Regions from separate parts of the Mus musculus genome. Here all the other regions are linked to region 4. Evidence: chromatin contacts called from public HiChIP or PLAC-seq, capture Hi-C and promoter capture Hi-C data. All regions are on one chromosome and are shown on one strand. Each heading gives the region's core, a stretch centred on a gene start, on an enhancer-like site or on the middle of the called end of the contact. The rest is flanking DNA. Distances are from core to core; before and after follow the strand shown.

Region 1 (2,889 bases), core at 317-2,816, 1.4 Mb before region 4:
AGGCCTGGCCTGATGCGAAGTGGACCCAGCACAGTCTCCGAATAAGAAACTCAAACCACTCCTGTGTATTTTGAGAACTCCAGATGTCAGCAGCTACCTTCAAAAAGACAAAGTCAGGGCAGCACTGACATTAGGTCTAAAGAATGCCCCCTTCAGGGCCAGACATGGCCAAGAGGGTATATAATAGGGCATGTAAGAACCCATTTTTGACCTCCATCCCTCTCCTGGGCTGATCCGAAAGCAGAGAGTTGTCCCCAGTGTCTGGTTTTTTACTGGCCCTTTCTCAGGTCACCGCCTCCCCCACTGGCCACCTGATAAAGAGAGGAGGCCTCTCGTTCTACTAAGGGATGTTACCATCTCATAGAACCTGATTCTGAAAGCACACGCCCCCCAACTTCCTTTCTAAAAGTACAGATAATTCCCATGGGAAGAAATGGGGGAAACGAGAGTCCACTAATTTACAGCACAGATTTCCACCCTACCCACCACAGACACTGAAAACAGAAACTGAGTTGCTCAAATCAAATGGAGCAGAGCTTATCCTGGTGCCCTGAAACATTTAAGAGAACCTGAGGAGAGAGAGGTGCAAGGATTGGCAGCCCAAAGTTTCATGGCCCCTCCCATCCCAAATTCTTGGAATCAGAAAATGCAGTCTTCCAAAGTAGGTCAGCTCAGCAGTGAACAGTTCCTCTGGAAGGAAAGCGAGCAAGAGCCTTCTCCTGATAGAGGACAGGATTCATCCAGGACTCCTGAAGCCAGAGCCCCAGAGGCACGGGAGAGAGGGAAGACAGGGAGACCCAACCAGGGATTAGAAAAAGCTCAGGGTCCCAGATCTCCACTAGTCAGTGATGGGAAGGGGGATTGTCAGAAGGAGAGGCAGATGGAAAGGAGCCTGAGTTTGCTAGGGGAGGAGCCTTCTGCCACTTCTAGATCCTGGAGGCTGCCCCTGTGTCCCGGGCCCCATGACCTGTGGGGCCTTGGCTTCCCTAGCTGGCAGAGGATTGGGCCTTCCCTGGGACACCCCCTTCCTCCTCCCCACAAGCCTGCGGCTCTCCTCTCTCTCTCTCTCTCTCTCTCTCTCTCTCTCTCTCTCTCTCACACACACACACACACACACACACACACCACACACACATACACTTGCCCCCCTCTCAAGCATTTGTTTTGTAGCTCCTCTTTGTCTGTTGGGCAGGAGGGCAAACACATCTGCCTACCCTCCCTCTGCACCCCCACTCCCTGTGCACCCCCATTCCCACCTCTCCACTGTCTTGGAAAAGGGATGCTGTAGCCTAGCGCGCGCGCGCGCACACACACACACACACACACACACACACACACTGGTACGTTTTCTCCTGCCCCCTCCCCAAGCGCATCCACGCCTCCCTCCCTCCCTCTCTCTCTCTCTCTCTCTCTCTCTCTCTCTCTCTCTCTCTCTCTCTCTCCTGTCTCTCTCTCCCTCTCTCTCCCTCTCTCTCCCTCTCTCTCCCTCTCTCTCCCTCTCTCTCTCTCTCTCTCTCTCTCTCACACACACACACACACACACACACACACACACACACACACATACACACGAGGCTCTCAGCACATACACCCTGGGCTGAGCGGTTCTGCCGGCTGCAGCCGTGGGCCCCTGCTCACCGTGCGGCTGCCACTGCCTGCGAAATGACGGCGGTTCCCCTCACTTCCAGGAATCCACGCTTCCTGGAAGGTGAGTGGCTGGGCTCACCCCTGCCTGCCACCGAGACGCAGACATGCACACACCACCCGCACTCCCTCGCCGTTTCCAAGGCGGCGGCCGCGTTCGCACCCCAGGGTCTCACCGGCAAGGGAAGGATAATGTAAGTTCAGGCAGAAGGCGGCTAGCGGAGGGGGGGTAGGGGGGTGATGGGGCTAGGGAACCAATTCAGTAACAACTCCCAAGCCTGAGGAGAGGGAGAGGACGGGGGCTGTGTGTATAGCGGGGGGGGGGAGGGGGCGTTCCTCCTTACACTTGGGGAGGATGGGAAAGGGTGCTTGGTGTTGCTAAGCGAAGACCGTGACTTGGACAGTGGGAGCTTGTGGTGACATCTTGATTAGGCCTTGGGGACAGAGGTAGAGCAGCCAGGGGTGGAATACCGAAACAGGCCTGGGTGGGAATGGAGAGTAGAAAGACCTGAGATGGGAAGAAGAGCTTTGACGGCAGATGCTTCAGCCTGGAACCGACATGTGAGGGGCCTCAGCCTCCTGCCCACAATAGAGAAGAGCCGGGGGTGGCAGTCTTTCTTTGCTCGTGCACTGACTGGTCCCTGATAGCAGGCTAGCATCCTGCCACCTGGAGCCCATGGTCAAGAAGAGAAAGCTGGAGAAAGATATCCCTTTCAGAGAAGTGCAGCGGCTTGCAGAGCTCCAGGCTATTCCCCAGAGGCAACCACTCAAGGGATCCAGGAGAGGGCCGGTCTCTTTCGGTGTGTGAGACCGCTCAGCTTAGTGGGACTGCTCCCCATCCCTTCCCCGCCTTTCTGCCCTTTCTCCACCTCCTAGTTGCTTTGCTGTGGACCTCACGATTTAGCTTTGCTCCCAGAAGGTTCAGCCAATCTACGATGGCTTTGACCAAGAAAATGTCTCTGATACCTGAGAGCAGCCTTAATTCTTGGCTTTGACAGTCTGAGATTTCTTGGAAGTCCCAGGCATTTGAAATTCCCTCACTGGGGTTTCCGAGGCTGAGAGGGGAAACGAATGAGTTTCCCAAATCTGACTTTGTCCCCGTCAGCCTCAGGCTAGAAGTCTAAGTCTCTGGAGCCTCACAAAGACCCTCTGGCCTTTGACAGAGATTCCTTCTTAGATTTTAGTGCCATGAAAGTAGACTTGAGTGTGTTTTCCCTCTTGCCTTTATCCTAGGGATGACAGCAG
Region 2 (2,711 bases), core at 65-2,564, 1.4 Mb before region 4:
GATACCAGGTTATACCAACCAGGTTATTTCTCCAGACCCTGTTTGCATTCTAGTCTTTTTCTTTTGTTTGTTTTTTCGAGACAGGGTTTCTCTGTGTAGCCCTGGCTGTCCTGGAACTCACTCTGTAGACCGGGCTGGCCTCGAACTCAGAAATCCGACTACTTCTGCCTCTCAAATGCTGGGATTAAAGGCGTGCACCACCAGTGCCCGGCTTTGCATTTCTAGTCCTTTCTACTAAAGGGTTTTTTACTGGGGATCCCTACAAAGGAACAAAAGTGTAAACAATTAGGAACAAAACCCTAACCCCCTGATTGTTGGGAGAAAATGAAAAAGCTCAAGCAAGCCTTGGGTTGTTTTTATTTTTTCCTACACAGGTTGGGTACTGAAAACTTGAAATGATGCAGAACTTTTTTTTTTTTGTTCGAGACAGGGTTTCTCCATATAGCCCTGGCTGTCCTGGAACTCACTCTGTAGACCAGGCTGGCCTCCAACTCAGAAATCTGCCTGCCTTTGCGTGCGCCACCTCATCCCGGCGATTCAGAACTCTTAAGAGTGACCAAATCCCTCATAAACGTTTCCCTTAGATGGCCCCCATCAAAAACCACGGCTGGAACAATAGTGCTATTTTATTCTAGTCTAGTAGGAAGTCTGGCCTTTTTCTATTAGCAGGCCATGGTACATGTATAATCACCCAGACTGTCCAGTTAGTGCTCGCTTCCAGCACCCTAGGACTTCCACCTCCGCTCAGCCCCTCCCAGAGGTTATCCCAGCACTGGAGGATTTGACCAGCCAGGCCGGTCGCGCCGGCCGACAGGGGAATCCAAGGCTACGCGCACGGGACAACCGCCCAAAACGTACACACACACCCACTGACCCTAGTCCTATGGCTCCAGGCTCCACCCTGTTCCACCCTGCCCAGCGGCCTCTCAACCCTTTTCTCCCTGTAGCTCCACCCCTCCCCGCTTGGCCCGCCCCTCGCTGTTACGAGCTCAGGGTCGGCGTGAATGAGAGGTTTTTCCCGGAGAGACCACGCTTTCCCTCAAGCTCCCCAACGGCTCCGCCTTCCCGCCGGGGCCAGACTCTTCCCAGCGTGCCCGGCGATTCCGGCGTGCGCAGACTTGGGAAGGCAAGTCCTCCCAGGGCCTGGCGGACGGGCGCGAGGAGCAGGCTGGGAATTGTAGTTCTAGAGCCCGCGAGGGCGGCTGGGAACTGGCCGACAGCAGGACTCATTGTCCCAGTGTGCCCTGCGCCTCAGCCCGCGCGCTCGCAGCTTCTCGCTCTCTCTGCCCGCCCTCCCGCTCCCTTGCTTGCTCGCGCTTTCCTCGCGGATCGAAGAGACTCTAGCTACAGCCTGTGGCTGGGAAGGGAGACGGAGGCCGCAGCTCAGGGAAAGTGAAGCTGCAGTAGTAGCAGTAGGAAGATGTCGGGCGAAGACGAGCAGCAGGAGCAAACTATCGCCGAGGACCTGGTCGTGACCAAGTATAAGATGGGGGGCGACATCGCCAACCGTGAGTGCGGCCTCGGGGGTCTTGGAGTCGAGGCTGAGAGGGAGAGGTTTGGGGCTCTCTCCGGAGGGCTGTGGCGTCTGGGTCTTGCCGAGTGAGCCACCGAGGGGCGCGTGCCGACTGCCGGGGGCGACGTGGTGGGGAGATCTGGTGTCGCCCTGGGGACTGAGCAGCCATGCCTGGGCTGGAGAGTGGAGGTGCGGGCCGGCGACCGCGAGGAGTACAGAGAGGGGCCCAGGCATGCTCCGACCCTGGGCGGTTGGTAAGGAGGCAAGGCGCGTCGTCTTCTGCCCATACCCTTCGGTCTGTCCGGATCTATGCTCCCGACTGGCAGCAGTGAGGCCACCTCGAAAAGGAAGCGGCCAGCTGTTGGCGACGGAAGCGCCCCTCTGCCAGTCGCGGCTCTTGACCCGCGGGAGCTGAGCCGGCACGTGTTGCCAGGTCCCTGTGTGCGGATCGATGGCTCCCCACTTCCTCTCCTACCGTGCTTCCCCACCACGTGCTTTGCTAAAGTCTTTACTTCAGGTCTTCTTAGTGGGGACCCCCTTCGCCCCTTGACCTAGCTCGAGGGGCCGTTGGAAGACACTTCTGGAGCTTCTAAAACAACCTGGCTTTCCTGTATGACCACTGCTCCGGTTTTTGAAGGCGGCCTTTAATATTTGTTCCTAGAGCCTCTACAGTGTTTTGAGGTTCTGCTTAGACAGCTGGGCAAGCCTGTCTATAATACTGAAAAGAAGTGGAGAGAGACACGGATTTTAGGATTATAAGCATTTCTTAAATGATCTTTACTCTCCTAACAGTTGTCTGCCACTTGGACAGATAACTTTACTGTTTTCTCTTTCCAGTTCTTTCCCTCCCTTACCCCCTTATTTTTGGGGCTTTCTGTGTAGCTTTGGCTGTCCTGGTACTCCCTTAGACCAGGCTGGCCTGAGAGATCCGCCCACCTCAGCGTTCCAGAGTGCTGGGATTAAAGGTGTGTGTAACCATGCCCGGCTCTTTAACATTTTAAAAATTAAAATTCACTTGATAAAAACTGTCTTAGACTTGGCAGTGGTGGCTCACGCCTTTAATCCCAGCACTTGGGGAGCAGAGGCAGGCGGATTTCTGAGTTTCAGAGAAACCCTGTCTTGAGGAAAAAAAAAAAACTGCCTTAGGCCTTTAGAATGGACTTGACAAAATACTTGGAAGAAGGTATTTAGGGTGTCT
Region 3 (2,749 bases), core at 102-2,601, 1.5 Mb before region 4:
AATATAAAAAGAATAAGAAGGTACACATTAAAAGCTGCAAACTGCCTGTCATGGTATTAGACGCCTTTAATCCCACAACTTGGGAAGCAGAGGTAAGTGGATCTCTATGAGTTCAAGGCCAGCCTGGTCTACACAGTGAGCTCTAGGCCAGCCAGGGCCACATAGTGAGATCACATCTGGGGATTGGAGTGTTAAAGATGAAAGTTGCTTTTTAAAGGTTGGGCACAGTGGCTCATGCTTTTAATTTTAATAAGGAACATTTAAAGCAAACCAAGAAGCATAAATGGCACATTTTAAAACACACCGTGCATTACCGCACAATCACAGGATCACTTCTACAAAACCCTAGTCACATATGAAGACCAAGATGAAGGCTACAAAAACAGTCACCGGGTACTTGCACTACGTCTTCCAAATATCTATTTGATCATCTCGAAGTCAATATTGCACATTATCCTAAAGACAAGGCAACTACAAACAAGACAAAAACATAAAACCGATTCTCAGCTTCACACACAAACAGCTGACTTCCAACATTTCAGACAGCTCGACTGAAGTGCTACTCAACCTTTAAGAAATCATGGGGTTCTATCAATTATCAAAGACGTTGAGAGAAAGGCCAGTAGATACTTTCCTGTTTGTTTTCTCCCACTTTAAATGGAAAACTCCACCAAGGAGAAAAGTCAAGTTGAAAGTTAAATTCCTCTTCCCTTCACACGTCTGGATTTCAGTGACACCCACCCCCACCCCCACCCAATGAAGATGGGGCAAAGAGTGAAGAAGAAAGCACTATGTAGCAATGAGATCATCAGCAGACACAGCCCGGAGAGAAAGAATGAAAACAGGGAAGGGTAGAGAGCAGGTACAACAGTAAGAAATGGGGGAGGGAGAAAGGGGGTTGGAATTGGAGGGAACTGAGCACAGGAGCCCATAATGCTGGAGAACCTTGCAAAGGTACGGGACTCCAACAGCTAGAAAGAGCTGAAGCGCCTAAGGGTCCCGGAGCAGGGGACATTGGAGGACCCCAGGGTTTGGGAGACCGGAAGCAGAGACCCCCCCCAAAAAACACGAGACCAGAAGGGGGCGCAGGTAACAACCCAAAAGGAATGAATGGGGAAGGCGGTACGGGGGCGTGGCAAAGGAGGAGCCCCGGGATGGGCGTGGCACAAACCCTTTTCCAAGTCCGAACCCCTAACCCAAGAATCCCGGGAGAGGCGGCTCCGCGATCCCCGCACTCACCGCCGGTCTCGTCAGTTACATAGGGAGTCGCCATCTTGAGAACCCGAACCACTTCCGGCGTGAGCGGGCTGGGGTCCCGCCCCCCTCCCCGCCGGAAGTGGAGTCCTCATCCTAGCAAGCCACCATTTTAATCTTAAAGAGAGACTGCACCATTTCTCTGACGCGGGAGGCGGAAAAGGCGAGTGTAAGACGCTCACAGTCATGGGCTCTTAGACTACCACCGACGCCACTGTTGACCTCCTGATGTATATAAAACAATCCCTAGGGCTCGGAGAGAAGTTTGGGCATAAGCCTTATCCCAGACAGTCCTCGCAGGCTCAAGGCCCACCGGGACCCAGCAGGAAAGCTGGTAAAAGAGGAAAGGAATATGCAAGGCCCCTCGCCTGCACCAAACCCTAGGGCGCGTGTTGGCATGGGCAAAGAAGCCCCAGGGATACACGAAAACCCGGGCTAACACTTAAAAGTGGGCAGGTCTACTCGGCACGCCGACCACTCTCGGCCGCCCAGGTTAACTGATCAGAGACCTACGAAGGGGTGCGCAAAGATCGGCGCACTGCGAGTCGGTCACCTGTCCCCGTGGCCTCGGGGGTGCTGGCGGTTTCCATGACTGAACTGGGGCGGGCAGCCCTGGGGATTCAGCGGCCGGCGAGGTAACTTCTTGGCCTGCTGCTCAGTACTGGATCCTCTCGGGTCAGAGGGCACGGGGTGAAGGCTTTTGGGGCGGACCCAGTCAGTATTCTAATTAGCCGCGCCCCACACTTCGGATTAGCTTTGGCTACCGCGAGCAGTTCCACCCTTAAATCTACCGGGACAGTGAGGCCACTCCCTTTGTTAGGTTGTGCCTTGTTCTTGGAAGGAGCGCCAAAGCCCGGTCCGGTCCCTCCCCTCCTCCATCAGCAATTTAGTTCCTCTGGGGCTAAATCCTGTTAAACTTGTTTCCTCTTCTGTCAGGAAGGTGCTGGCTCAAGCTCCTCTCCTCAGGTGTCTGCCCTCCTCCTACAAAGCTTTTTCCTTAACTCTTTCACCCTCTTCTATTGCCCAACTTTGGCTTACACTAACGTCCAACAGTGCCTCTCAAATTGAGAAGTGGGGAAATATTAGTACTTCAGTAGTAGACAATATGTTCTACTTTAAAACAAAACAACCGAGCAGTGGTGGCGCACGCCTTTAATCCCAGTGGAGGCAGAGGGAGGAGGATTTCTGAGTTCGAGGCCAGTCTGGTCTACAGAGTGAGTTCCAGGACAGCCAGGACTACACAGAGAAACCCTGTCTCGAAAAACCAAAAAAAAAAAAAAAAAAAAAAACCAAAAGGAAAAAAAAAAAAAAAAAAAAGAAACAAAACAGGCTAATAAGAACCTCAACTAAGTTTTCAAAAGCTCACACATTGTCCTCCTTGCAATTCTCCCAGCTTTAACCTCTCTCCTTTCAATTCAAGTCTCAAAATGACTTTAATGCTATTTGCATGCACTACATGTTTTTACACGTGTATACTTCTTTCTTTTCTTTTCTT
Region 4 (2,700 bases), core at 172-2,671:
TCAACATCTTGCTCTGAATTTACCTTTTCATTTATTTATTTTGGTTTTCCCAGACAAGGTTTCTTTGTGTAACCCCGGCTGTCCTGGAACTTGCTCTGTAGACCAGATTGGTCTGGAACTTAGAGATCTGCTTCCCTCTGCCTCCTAGAGTGCTGGACTAAAGGCATGCACCACCACTGCCCGGCATGTCCTTATCTCTTAATACTGCAGCCTTCTCCTTGGCTAGTCTGCGTCTTTAGACTTTTAATTCCTCTAGGGTAGAATTTTTCCTTTGCTTCAACCAGAGGAGAATCAGCCCCAAAATGGTAGTGGCTTCCAATTATGTTCTCAGTAAATACCTGTTGACTAGATGAATTAATGAACGAATTAAAAAAAAAAATCAACTTGGGGCCATGACCTAAAATTTCATATTTCCAGAAGATGAAGACATGACTTAGCCGGGCAGTGGTGGCACATGCCTTTAATCCCAGCACTTGACAGGCAAAGGCAGGCAGATTTCTGAGTTCGAGGCCAGCCTGGTCTACAAAGTGAGTTCCAGGACAGCCAGGGCTATACAGAGAAACCCTGTCTCAAAACAAAACAAACAAACAAACAAACAAACACCCAAAAAACAAAGAGAGAGAGAGAGAGAGAGAGAGAGAGAGAGAGAAGAAGAAGAAGAAGAAGAAGGAGGAGGAGGAGGAGGAGGAGGAGGAGGAGGAGGAGGAGGAGGAGGAGGAGGAAGGGAGGGAGGGAGGGCTCAGTGGTTAAGAGCGCCGACTGCTCTTCCAAAGGTCCTGAGTTCAAATCCCAGCAACCGCATGGTGGCTCACAACCATCTGTAACGAAATCTGATGCCCTCTTCTGGAGTGTCTGAAGACAGCTACAGTGTACTTACATATAGTAAATAAATAAATAAATCTTTAAAAAAAAAAAAAAAAGAGCATTAGCTCTTCCAGAGGACCATACTTGACACCCAGCTCCCACAACTTCAGTTCGGAGGATCCGACGCCCTCCTCTGGCCTCCGGGGCACTGAACTTACATCGTGCCAGCCAAACACCTATATACATAGAACAATTAAATGTATATATTTAAATTTGTCATGTCTGCAACCCCAACTTCATGGAGTCTGCAACCCCAACTTCATGGAGGACCAATCCTCACTTCCGTAATACCCAAACTTTATACCGAGAATGAGGCAGGGGATAGCAAGTTTGAAGCCAGCCTGGACTAAGCAAGGAGACCGGTCTCAAACAGAACGTTCGCCTACGGACAGAGCTCATCCACTAGAAACTGGACAGAACCGGAAGCGACAGAAGCGCCGCCCTGCACAGCGCCAACCCCGCATCCTTGTGAGTGCAACCCGAGCCAGGTGACCGCCCGGCAGCCGAGGGGGTGGAGCCATCCCCGCCGGCCCCGCCCCGCCCCGCTCGCGCGCCTGAGGGCGGGCCTCCGGTCACATGACGGCTGCGCAGGTGAGCACCGCTTCCGGGTCGGGCTTCGGAGTCGCGGCTAGCTCCCGCTTCCACTCGCTCGGGTGCGCGGGAGACTATGGCGTCCTCCTCCGTCCCTCCCGCCACCGCACCCGCGGCAGCTGGAGGCCCCGGCCCGGGATTCGGCTTCGCCTCCAAAACCAAGAAGAAGCATTTCGTACAGCAGAAAGTGAAGGTGTTCCGGGCCGCGGACCCGCTGGTGGGCGTGTTCCTGTGGGGCGTCGCTCACTCGGTAAGAACCGGCGGGACCCCGGCTCCTGCCCCTTGGCCCGAGGATCATCCGGGTCCTCGCGCTGCCGCCTCTCCCCCGCCCGGCCTGGTTCCCAGCGCACCATTCCCCGGTGTCCCCCGGGGTGGCTTCTGGTGGAGACTCTTGTCTGTCCCCTTCCCCTTTACTCCTCCCCTAGAGTTCCATCTTCACCTGATATCCAGCTCTGTTCCTTGACTCCTTCCTGTCAGGTCCAGCCCCAGGCTACAGGGACTGGCCAGGATCCGGCTGCAGCCAGAGGGACATTAAGGGGAGTGGCTCTGAAGGGTTATTGGTGAGGTCTGGGTGCGACAGTGCGTGAAGCGTGTCTGGGTACTACTGCCTGGCCAGAGAAGTAGTTTGATTTCCTCTCCACCTTGCTTTTGAGCCCCAGCCCTTGACTTTCGAACCTTGGCTTTTTCTGGGAATGCCTCTAGGCTTTTTGGACCTTCTAACCCTGCATGCCCTTTCCAGAGATTCAGCGTTTCAGAGAAGTTACCCCACTCTACCCTAGGGATGCCCTCTCTGAGGTCGAAATGCTAATATATGTCTTTGGGCTTAGCTGTGTCCCCATTGTTGGCTGGAGTGATGGTGTTTGCTATAAATGGAGTCACCTGTAACCAGGGAAAGGTTGAGGAGCCGTGGTGGCAAGGACGTTATTGGTGGACTTTAGGTGCCAGAAGGGGCTCGGAACAGTGCAACTGAGACCGATGGGCCCAGTGCACCTCCTGTCCTGAGGATATCGTGGAGGAACCAAGGCTAGTGAGGCATGGCTGGTTTTCTCCTTACTTAGGTCGGGAGTAGGAAGCATGCAGTTATCTTGAGCTTGACAGGGACTATTTTGATTACCACTTCTTTGGGTTGTAGACATGATGTGTTGTGGAGGTGTGAGGGGGCGAGGAAGAGGCCACATTGTTATGTTCTGATTGGAACATCGCTGGCGGTCAGTTAGCTCCCTTCTGCCTTGGCTGCTCTCAGGG
Region 5 (2,700 bases), core at 124-2,623, 1.5 Mb before region 4:
GGGAAACCCAGAGCTGGTGTTCAATTGCTAATAGCACTTGCTCCTGACCACCCACCCACACTCACCTTCTAGGGCCCCCACAGCCAGCAGAGCACTCAGCACAAGCACGGGAAGGAAGCTCCTTCTCTGGACACCCATAGTGGTCCTCTTGCCAGCAGCCAAAGGTACCAGGGGGTGGGAGCGAGCCCCTATATAGAAAGGGATGGTCATTTGCATAGGCCTTCCTCCTCTCCCTCCAGAGGAGGGGAAACCTGGGAAGAAGGAAAGGGCCAGAACTGATTTCATCCCACACAGCTCAATGACAGTTTCTGGTTTCGCTGGGTCACATTCACTGACACACTTATTCTGGAAAGAGTTCACTGATGGGCAGCCTCAATTCACATACTTAACAGTCACAATTCAGCAAGACAGAGTGAAGAGAATTGTGTCAAACCAAGAGATCCTTAAGACAGAAACAGCACCTTTATCCAAAAGCATCCAGAAGGGGCTGGGAGGGTAGATTGCCAGCAATAAAACAACACAGGCAGCCAATGAACCCCGAAACAGTGAGACAGTATTAAGCTAGGCTGAGAAACGACTCTATTATCTAGCCAAAGAATCCTTTACAATAAGAGTCCCGATTTTCCAGCCTGGACTAGAGTTCCAGGACAGCCAAGATTACACAGAGAAACCTTGTCTCAGAAAAATAAAAAGAAAGCGGAGGGAGGCGAGAAGGAGGGAGTGTGTGTGGGAGAGAGAGAGAGAGAGAGACCGGATTTTGTGCCCCACATGGAGACCGAGACAAACGGATCTCTGTGAGTTCGAAGACAACCTGGACTTTTGAACGCATTCCAGCCAACAAGGGCTGCATTATGAGATGTTTCCAAAAAGCAGGCGAGAGTGCTGGAGAAACAGCACCGCTGTTAAGAGCGCAAGCCGCTCTTGCAGAAGACCAGAGTTCAGCTCCAGCACCCAAGTTAGGCTCACGACCGCCTAGAACCTCAGCTCCAGGGCACCTGCTGCTTCTGTGAAAACTTAAATGCAGACACACAGACCCACACACCATTTAAAATAAAATACATTATTCTTTTTCTTTTAAAGATTCCCAGGTTTTGCTTTTTAAAAGAGACTCTCTTGTCCAGGTGGAATTTTAATCTCACCCAAGGGGTGGTGAAAATTGTGAGGGAAAGGTAAGGAAATCCGTAGACCAGAAACACCACCAGTTCCGGCCTGCGGAGCCTAAACCAGGAACTGCGGGAAAGTTGTGCAGCTGCCCCGCGGCTCGCCCGCCCAGGGCGGGGCCTCTGAGGCGGGAGCGCGATGGTCCGGTCCGCCCTCGTGACGTGAACCAATCGGAAGGGCGGGGGGCGGGGCCAGGGAAACGCGGGAAGGAGGGGCGGGGTCTCGGATGGCCGTCTGGAGCAGTGGGGGAGGCGGCAACATTGTTTCAAGTTGGACAAATTGTCAAGGGCTGAGCTCTCCTTGCGTTCCATCCCGAGCTGGGACTGCCGTGCTCACCCGGGGTCCCCCAGGTCCTCCGCTCCGAGTGTCGGGCCCGCTTTCGTCAGGGTTCCCGGGCCCCGCTCCCGGGGGCCTGAGCCGCCTCACTAGCGCTCCATGGAGAACTTCCAAAAGGTGGAGAAGATTGGAGAGGGCACGTACGGAGTGGTGTACAAAGCCAAAAACAAGTTGACGGGAGAAGTTGTGGCGCTTAAGAAGATCCGGCTCGACACGTGAGTGGCCTCCGGAGCCGGAACTCCTTTGCCCGGACCTCTTGGCTGTCCCCCTCCCAACCCCCTACCCCAACAGGCGGGTAGCGTCCCCGGACCGGAAGGTAGCGGGGAGGGAGGGAGGGACGCGTGAAGCGAGCGGTGGGTTGGCCGACCGTGGAGGCTCTACCGGAGGAGACTGTCCGGGGCTGGAATCCAGGGGAAAGTTTCTTGCAGTGCTCCAGCCGGTGTGCTCCCAAATCTGCTAGCCGAGAGACTTGGGAAGAGAAAGTTGTGGGGTGGGAGCCCGGGATAGGAGGGGTCCAGGGCTGTTCGTGGAGTTGGGTTATGTGGTAACCAGAGAAAAGTTCCTTTCTGAATGGAGAGCTCTCCTCACTGCTCCAGCACCATACTTAGAACCCTCACTCTCTTTCAAAAGAATGGCAGTTGAGATTCACTGGCCCTCAGGGGAGGCCGGGAGCTACTCTCACCCCACTCCCCTATTACCTTTCTTCTGCTTTTCATTCACCTGGAGGCTCTTCTTACCTTTCACTGGAAAAAGAGGAAATAATGGCCTTAAATATGTCTAAAAGCCACACCCTAACTACCCAGAAATTAACTCCTCACAGCACCTCTCCTGTCTGCCTTCCTAAGGGGGCTGGGGGTTGTGTATCCCTGAGAGAATGATGTTTGTAACCGTATTCTTGTCTCTGTTTTCCCAACCTCTCCAAGTGAGACTGAAGGTGTACCCAGTACTGCCATCCGAGAGATCTCTCTCCTTAAGGAACTTAATCACCCTAATATCGTCAAGTAAGTCTGCTCTGAGAGATGATCACTATGACGAATTCTGCTTGCTTAGCCTCAGAATTTCTCTCCTTCAACTCCATTTCCTGGACCTTCTCTTGCAGGCTGCTGGATGTCATCCACACAGAAAATAAGCTTTATCTGGTTTTTGAATTTCTGCACCAGGACCTCAAGAAATTCATGGATGCCTCTGCTCTCACGGGCATTC
Region 6 (2,855 bases), core at 67-2,566, 1.4 Mb before region 4:
CCGGTAAAAGTGGAAAGCGATAATCGACTCCCCCAAAGTTGTCTTCCAGCTTCCATACGCATATCATAGCGCGAACGATCATACACACAGGAATGATAACAAATTTTTTTAAAAATTGTAGCAGGAGAGCCGGATATGGTGGCGCACATCTGTACTTGGGAGGTGGAAGCCAACAGTCTCAGCCATATAATATATTCGAGGCCAGCCTGAGCTATATGAACTATATGAGACCTTGTCTCAAAACCAAAAAATAAACAAAAGAGAAGAAAGGAGTGTAGCTGATAGCCTTAGCCTAGGGGGAGGGGACCATAAATTCTCAGGGCAAAATCTTGGAATGCCAATGTAAGGGATGCGAAATGTAAGGAGTTGGGCACCAGGGGGCGCCAGTCGGACCCGTCCGGGACGAAGCAACCCAGGGTCCCGGGGGTCATGTGCGGTGACTTCCCCGCGCCCCTCTTCGCTGTCGCCTCCGGGGTGAGCGTTGCTGTGCCCTTTGGGGTCCGCGGAGGAGAGGCGGGAACCGCGGCCGTCCGGACGGCGCGGTCGGTCCCTCAGAGACAGCTGTTCTCTCGGGAGGCCGTGGGGGGCAGCAGAGGGGACGGCGACAGGTGCGGGAGCCCCTCCCCGGGCAGAAGTGGGAAGGCGGACTCCGGGGTCTGTTCCCAGGCTGGAAACCGCCCCCGCCCCCCAGGCAAATCCCCCCGAGAGGCCGAGCCGGCGCCGGGTCTGCAGGAGGAAGCGGCCGGAGACAGTGCGATTTCACGCAGCCTCCGGGGCTCGGGTTCCCGAGCTGGGTACATGAGTTACGGGGCTTTGCGTCCCGGGGAAACTGAGGTGGCATGAACGCTAGGCTGAAAAACAACCTCCCACTCGAAAAAATAGAAATACTCACACTCCGAAAGAAAAAAAAAATCCCTCAAGTGATCCAACCGGCTAGGGGAGTTGAGTGATTTGGTTAATGGGCGAGGCCAGCTTTCTGGGGGCTGGGCTTCGGAGCGCTCTCCCTACGCGCATTCACTACCTTTCCCCCGCCTGGGGACGTTTGGAATCTTGATCTCCTCTTAACCATCTCCGGGGGAAATTGCTGGAGTGAGACCCCTCCTTGACCCTCTTGGCCAAGCTGTGGGCTGGCGGGGCACGCTTGGGCGGGTGTCTCGGGCTACAACCATCAGGACTCCAGCCTCGCACGGGAGGGGGCGCGGCCGTGACTCACCCCTTTCCCCCTTCACTCCCTCCCTCCCTCCCTTCCTCCCTCCCTCCCAGACAGACACCCTCCCCTGCCGTCCCGCTCCGGACTCCGACTACGGCTCCGGTTGCAGTTTGCAACCTCCGCTGCCGCCGCGGCCACCTAATCGCTGGCTGTTCAGGTGGCTGTCGCCTGGATGTCCTCCTAATCTTGGGGGCCCCGGGCCAGACTCGGCTGGGCTCCCTTCACCCTCCACTGTAATCATGAGTGCGATTGGGACTCTGCAGGTGCTGGGTTTCCTTCTCAGCCTGGCCCGGGGTTCCGAGATGGGCAACTCTCAGGCAGGTAAGCCGCGCGGGAGCCCCAGCAGGCTGGAAGCTGGGGGCGCAATCTGAGCGCTCGCAGACCCTGGGCAAGGAGTTTGGGTTCTGACGCTTTGAACTGGGGGGTGCGGTACAGGGTCTGCTCGGACCACCAAGGAGGGGACCGTGTGCCTCAGTTCTTGGAGTGGGCTGGTCAGGGACTGCATTCCTGTATGCCTACCCTTATTCCCAGGGCGTCGCCGACCCTCTAATTGGTTTTATTCTGATCTGGTTGGTGCCGAACAGTAGTTCACACTTGAGAGTCTTGGGAGGAGGGTGGGCAGGGACCCTTCTGTAAACGTAAGGAGCCTTGGCTTGAAAGGGTCTCCGTTTGCTCTCAGGTTCCCTGGCCCCCACCCCATTCCAGGTTTCAACAACCCCCAGTTTCGTTGTTTTGCCGACAGGGCGGGGCTATGCAAGGGTTTGAAGTTGTTGTTTTCTAATGTTGGAAAAACAAGAATGGCACCTCCTCTTCCGTGAGTGGGGCTGTCCTGAGAAGGCTGAGATTAACCTGAGGGCCAAGTCCAGGTGACATCAGTGAGAGGTCTCACAGAGGCTGACTGCCTGCTTTCCCATAAGATAAACCGGTCCCCAACTTAACCAACTTCTCTTTATCAAGACCCAGGTTAATTCAGTGAACATGTTGGGCATCTATTACATACTATACTATTTCCAGGTTATATACCCTAAGCTGGAGCTCTGGAAGAAAGGACAATCAGACCTCTTTCTCTCTCCAATCTAAGGCCACCTCTCCCACCTTCTGAACATTCTACTCTGTGAACTGGCTCCTAGACCCAACTTCTGCCCTTCCCCCATTCAATGCCATCTGAGCCTGTTCCGTGTCTCTGGGACTATGGACACTTGAAGAGCACTAGAATTGGTATCATTAGAGTCCTGTTGATCTTTCCCCTTTCCCAGATCCCCAGATCTCAGTTTGGGGTTGGCACATTCATTGCCCCTTCCCCAGAGTGGGAGTGGGAGAAACCACCTGTGCTTCCCCCACAGTTGCTGGGCCTAAATTTAGCCCCTGGGATCTTGAGATGTGAACACTCCCAGCTGGTGGAGGGGGTGGTCTGGAGACTGAAGTGGGAGGGGCCAGGGGAGTGACTGGATCACTGTCCCATCTGACTGTGCCCCCACCAACCAGGAACCCAAGAGTCCAAGATTCCCACCACCCTCCTCAAGAGGCAGGGAGCAGGCATGTTTAGTTCTCTATCCTTTATCTCCATCCTGAGCCTCTGGGCATCCGGCCCTGTCTCAAGCCTTGTATAGCCCCTTTGTCCCCTTGTGTGTGTGGCTGGGGCTTC
Region 7 (2,799 bases), core at 118-2,617, 1.6 Mb before region 4:
GGGCAAGTCTACATACAAGAAAAGAACCTCGGGTTACCAAAATGTACAACTCAATAGATCCTGTGGTTCAAGAATGTTATCAAGAAGTGACACCAAGGCATCCTGAAAAGATGTCTCAGTTGTGAAGAGCATTTACTGCTCTTCAGGACCCAAATTATTCTACTCTCAGCACCCACATCAGGCTGCTCAAAACTGCCTGTAACTCCAGCTCCAGGGGATCCAACACCCTCTTCTAACCTCCAAGAGCATGCATCCATCATATACTCACACAGACACACGGAAATAACAAAAATAGACCCAAAAAGGGAGTTGGGGGTGACATCAAGAGAGCTGGGATCCTTCCCAAAGGTTAAAAGGACAAACAAAATCCTAAGGTTTTCAAACATACTTCATACACCTCTCATATTACAGCTATCTACCCTACACGTTCTCTCTCTAGAGGTAGGATAGTCAGGGGAGGGAGGGCAGGTCATTGAGAACCTCCTGAGAAAACTCGAAAAACTTTTAGGATTGATGTGTTTGCCATCTTACAACCTTTTGGAGAAGCCTCTACCCCAGGTTTCCACCGAGAAACCTATCTTAAGGCCTCTCCTCTCCTTGATTTTAAAAATTCGAGTGCGGGGTCTTAACCCCACCTTGTTAAAAGAGAACGGAAGCACTTTCTGGGTTATGTTTGGGACATATTCAGCAAAACATGCAAAAATGCCACTATATGTTAACTGAGGAATTCCAGCTTTGGGACAAGAGGAGTGACTACATCAATCCGTTGGGGGGCGGGGGGGACGGACAAACAAACCATAACTTTGGGTCAGCATGGGACACGGGGGAAGGACCACTGACGTAATGAAGATTAAATGAGAAAGGGGTATAAAAGATAGAAGGCGCTTCACAGCCGAGCAGGGAAGGGTGGCAGGTAATAAAAACAATGAGAAGAACAGGTAACAGCAGGTAAACACCAGGTAACGATAGCGATAAATTACTGAGGAGAAACGAAGTTCAAGGTAGGCCTAAGAAAGGAGGCACAAAACAACAACGGGAGCCAGGAAAGAAGTGTAAGCGGGCGCCTGACAGGAAAACACGTGGAATAAGGCCGCGCAGGGCCCCGCGTAGAATTTAGGCTCCAGGAAACCCCACCTCAGCCTTCCCCGCGTAACGGTACCTTCAGCTTGTGGAGCTCCACCGTCTCGGCCGCCATCTTGATGCGCCTCAGTCCACCGGACCCCCACCGCTGGCCCCCACCTCAGGCGCTTAGGCTCATCCAACCAATCGCTGTTTCTCTTGCTCCCACCTCACACCAACGGCTCTTCCCATTAGTCAGCGGCGGCGGCGCTCTCACGCCTCTTGGCCACTTTCCACGGCTCTCTAAAAAGGTGGATCCAGGGGAGGGCGGGGTTTGCATGGCCTAACGAGAGAAAAGGCGACCAATTGTACGTCTCCATTGCGTAACCAACCAATGATTGGGGACAGCGCGGATTCTGTTCCGCCAATAGGGAGAGCGCAGACAGGGCGAAAGTCGGCCACTTCCTGGAGACCACAGGTGTAAGAGCCAGCGCTGTGCCCCAAGCCGGACGGGCTCCTGAAGCTGGCAGGTATGGGCCCCGTGAAACTTTAAAAAGTTACAGAGAGAAATCGGTGGGAGTATTGGGAAGGGCGGCGAAACGACAACCTTAGATTCGAGAGATCCCGTGAAGAAAGTGACATGCGAAACTGGGACTCTGGGAGGAGCATGGGCGGACTCTGTAATTGATTTGGGGAATTGTGGGACAGGCAAGAGCGGGTTAAAACAAACAAAACAAAAAACAAAAGTAGGCATTAGAGCTTGCAGAAGTTTAAAAACTAAAACCGCTCCTAGAAGGGAAGGACTCCCATTTCTTGAGGGACTGAGCTCAGACCCCTTCCTAGACTAATTTAAAAATTGGGTAAGTTTTTGCAGCGCCCCACGTTCAGTGAAGGGATGAAATTGCTTGGCTGCTGACAATGCCAAGCGGGTGAGAGACAGGATGGACAAGCCCCAGGAAAAAAGGATGGGAACTAGAGGTAGCTTTACTCTCAGTGCCTTCTTTATTGGTCCCTTGATTAACTGAATAGCTTTCTTGTGGAACTCTGGGTATGTGTGACCTCTTTATAATTCACTAACTTCCTCAAGAAAGTAAATTAAAATACTCCCGATTCCTCCGATCCTTCAAATAGGTCTCACAGTCTAAACTTACTGCTTTATATTTAGTTGAAATGTAAAGATCTGAGTAAAAACCCCACTTGTGTGAGTATACACACTAACAACTGAAGGTACGGAAGTCAAAAGACAGCTTTCCGGAGTTGGTTATCACCTTCCACTGCATGGGTCCTGGGGATCCAACTCAGGTCTTTAGGCATGGTGACAAATACCTTTTCCACCTTAGTCATTTCGAAGACCCTCTTGCCTTTTTGTTTGTTTTGGAGAAAGGTCAAACAGTTCTCATGCCTCAACCTCCTAAATTCAGGGATTACAAGCATGAGCCACCACACCCAGCTGCTTCACCTCTTCTCAAGTTTTAACAAAGTGTTCAGTTTTTCCTTTTTTTGCATGGTAGGGAAATTCTTTCATTCCCAAGACTTCAGGGGATTTTGGCTTTTCAGGAGACAGCTGGGGAACAAGCTCAATCAGGGCTAATGAGGAGACTGAGTTGGACTCCTGCCTGATCCCTCACTGTGGTAGGATGAATGTGGGGGTGGCACACAGCGAAGTAAACCCCAACACTCGAGTGATGAACAGTCGGGGCATCTGGCTGGCCTACATCATCTTGGTAGGACTGCTGCATG

Evidence for each region. Promoter capture Hi-C pulls out the DNA fragments that hold promoters and counts their contacts. HiChIP or PLAC-seq counts read pairs in DNA pulled down with a chosen protein or histone mark. Capture Hi-C pulls out chosen DNA fragments and counts their contacts.
Region 1: a promoter capture Hi-C map of liver shows a contact between it and region 4, with 4 times the contacts expected there. The contact joins the promoter of Ikzf4 here to the promoter of Pip4k2c in region 4.
Region 2: a promoter capture Hi-C map of liver shows a contact between it and region 4, with 5 times the contacts expected there. The contact joins the promoter of Pa2g4 here to the promoter of Pip4k2c in region 4. A contact is called at or near these places in 3 of 39 promoter capture datasets (liver, neutrophils and pre-B cells) and 1 of 9 other capture datasets (macrophages).
Region 3: a promoter capture Hi-C map of adipose tissue shows a contact between it and region 4. The contact joins the promoter of Pym1 here to the promoter of Pip4k2c in region 4. A contact is called at or near these places in 4 of 39 promoter capture datasets (liver, neutrophils and pre-B cells), 1 of 484 Hi-C or Micro-C datasets (B cells), 2 of 115 datasets of contacts at active chromatin or transcription factors (both in embryonic stem cells) and 1 of 9 other capture datasets (adipose tissue).
Region 5: an HNF4G HiChIP or PLAC-seq map of pancreatic cancer cells shows a contact between it and region 4. The contact joins the promoter of Cdk2 here to the promoter of Pip4k2c in region 4. A contact is called at or near these places in 5 of 39 promoter capture datasets (cranial neural crest, erythroid cells, liver and 1 more) and 2 of 115 datasets of contacts at active chromatin or transcription factors (astrocytes and pancreatic cancer cells).
Region 6: a promoter capture Hi-C map of liver shows a contact between it and region 4, with 5 times the contacts expected there. The contact joins the promoter of Erbb3 here to the promoter of Pip4k2c in region 4. A contact is called at or near these places in 2 of 39 promoter capture datasets (liver and pre-B cells) and 2 of 115 datasets of contacts at active chromatin or transcription factors (kidney and pancreatic cancer cells).
Region 7: a capture Hi-C map of macrophages shows a contact between it and region 4, with 4 times the contacts expected there. The contact joins the promoter of Sarnp here to the promoter of Pip4k2c in region 4. A contact is called at or near these places in 1 of 39 promoter capture datasets (pre-B cells), 1 of 484 Hi-C or Micro-C datasets (B cells), 1 of 115 datasets of contacts at active chromatin or transcription factors (astrocytes) and 1 of 9 other capture datasets (macrophages).

Annotation. Positions count from the first base shown.
Region 1 is chr10:128,644,670-128,647,558 of GRCm38.p6, reverse strand. It overlaps Ikzf4 (IKAROS family zinc finger 4), which reads left to right and starts at 1,566. Exons shown (of 8, transcript NM_011772.3): 1 at 1,566-1,838. The coding sequence starts at 1,752. It overlaps Gm26876 (predicted gene, 26876), which reads right to left and starts at 1,675. Exons shown (of 2, transcript NR_152728.1): 1 at 1,639-1,675; 2 at 1-97.
Region 2 is chr10:128,564,537-128,567,247 of GRCm38.p6, reverse strand. It overlaps Pa2g4 (proliferation-associated 2G4), which reads left to right and starts at 1,314. Exons shown (of 12, transcript NM_011119.3): 1 at 1,314-1,508. The coding sequence starts at 1,421.
Region 3 is chr10:128,747,057-128,749,805 of GRCm38.p6, reverse strand. Pym1 (PYM homolog 1, exon junction complex associated factor) reads right to left here and starts at 1,351. Exons shown (of 3, transcript NM_001170869.2): 1 at 1,240-1,351. The coding sequence starts at 1,273.
Region 4 is chr10:127,210,343-127,213,042 of GRCm38.p6, reverse strand. It overlaps Pip4k2c (phosphatidylinositol-5-phosphate 4-kinase, type II, gamma), which reads left to right and starts at 1,421. Exons shown (of 10, transcript NM_054097.3): 1 at 1,421-1,705. The coding sequence starts at 1,532.
Region 5 is chr10:128,703,724-128,706,423 of GRCm38.p6, reverse strand. It overlaps Cdk2 (cyclin-dependent kinase 2), which reads left to right and starts at 1,373. Exons shown (of 8, transcript NM_183417.3): 1 at 1,373-1,712; 2 at 2,421-2,498; 3 at 2,597-2,700. The coding sequence starts at 1,597. Pmel (premelanosome protein) reads right to left here and starts at 166. Exons shown (of 11, transcript NM_021882.4): 1 at 66-166. The coding sequence starts at 138.
Region 6 is chr10:128,588,096-128,590,950 of GRCm38.p6, reverse strand. Erbb3 (erb-b2 receptor tyrosine kinase 3) reads left to right here and starts at 1,316. Exons shown (of 28, transcript NM_010153.2): 1 at 1,316-1,531. The coding sequence starts at 1,450.
Region 7 is chr10:128,820,332-128,823,130 of GRCm38.p6, reverse strand. It overlaps Sarnp (SAP domain containing ribonucleoprotein), which reads right to left and starts at 1,367. Exons shown (of 11, transcript NM_025364.3): 1 at 1,160-1,367. The coding sequence starts at 1,195. It overlaps Ormdl2 (ORM1-like 2 (S. cerevisiae)), which reads left to right and starts at 1,502. Exons shown (of 4, transcript NM_024180.6): 1 at 1,502-1,589; 2 at 2,617-2,799. The coding sequence starts at 2,697.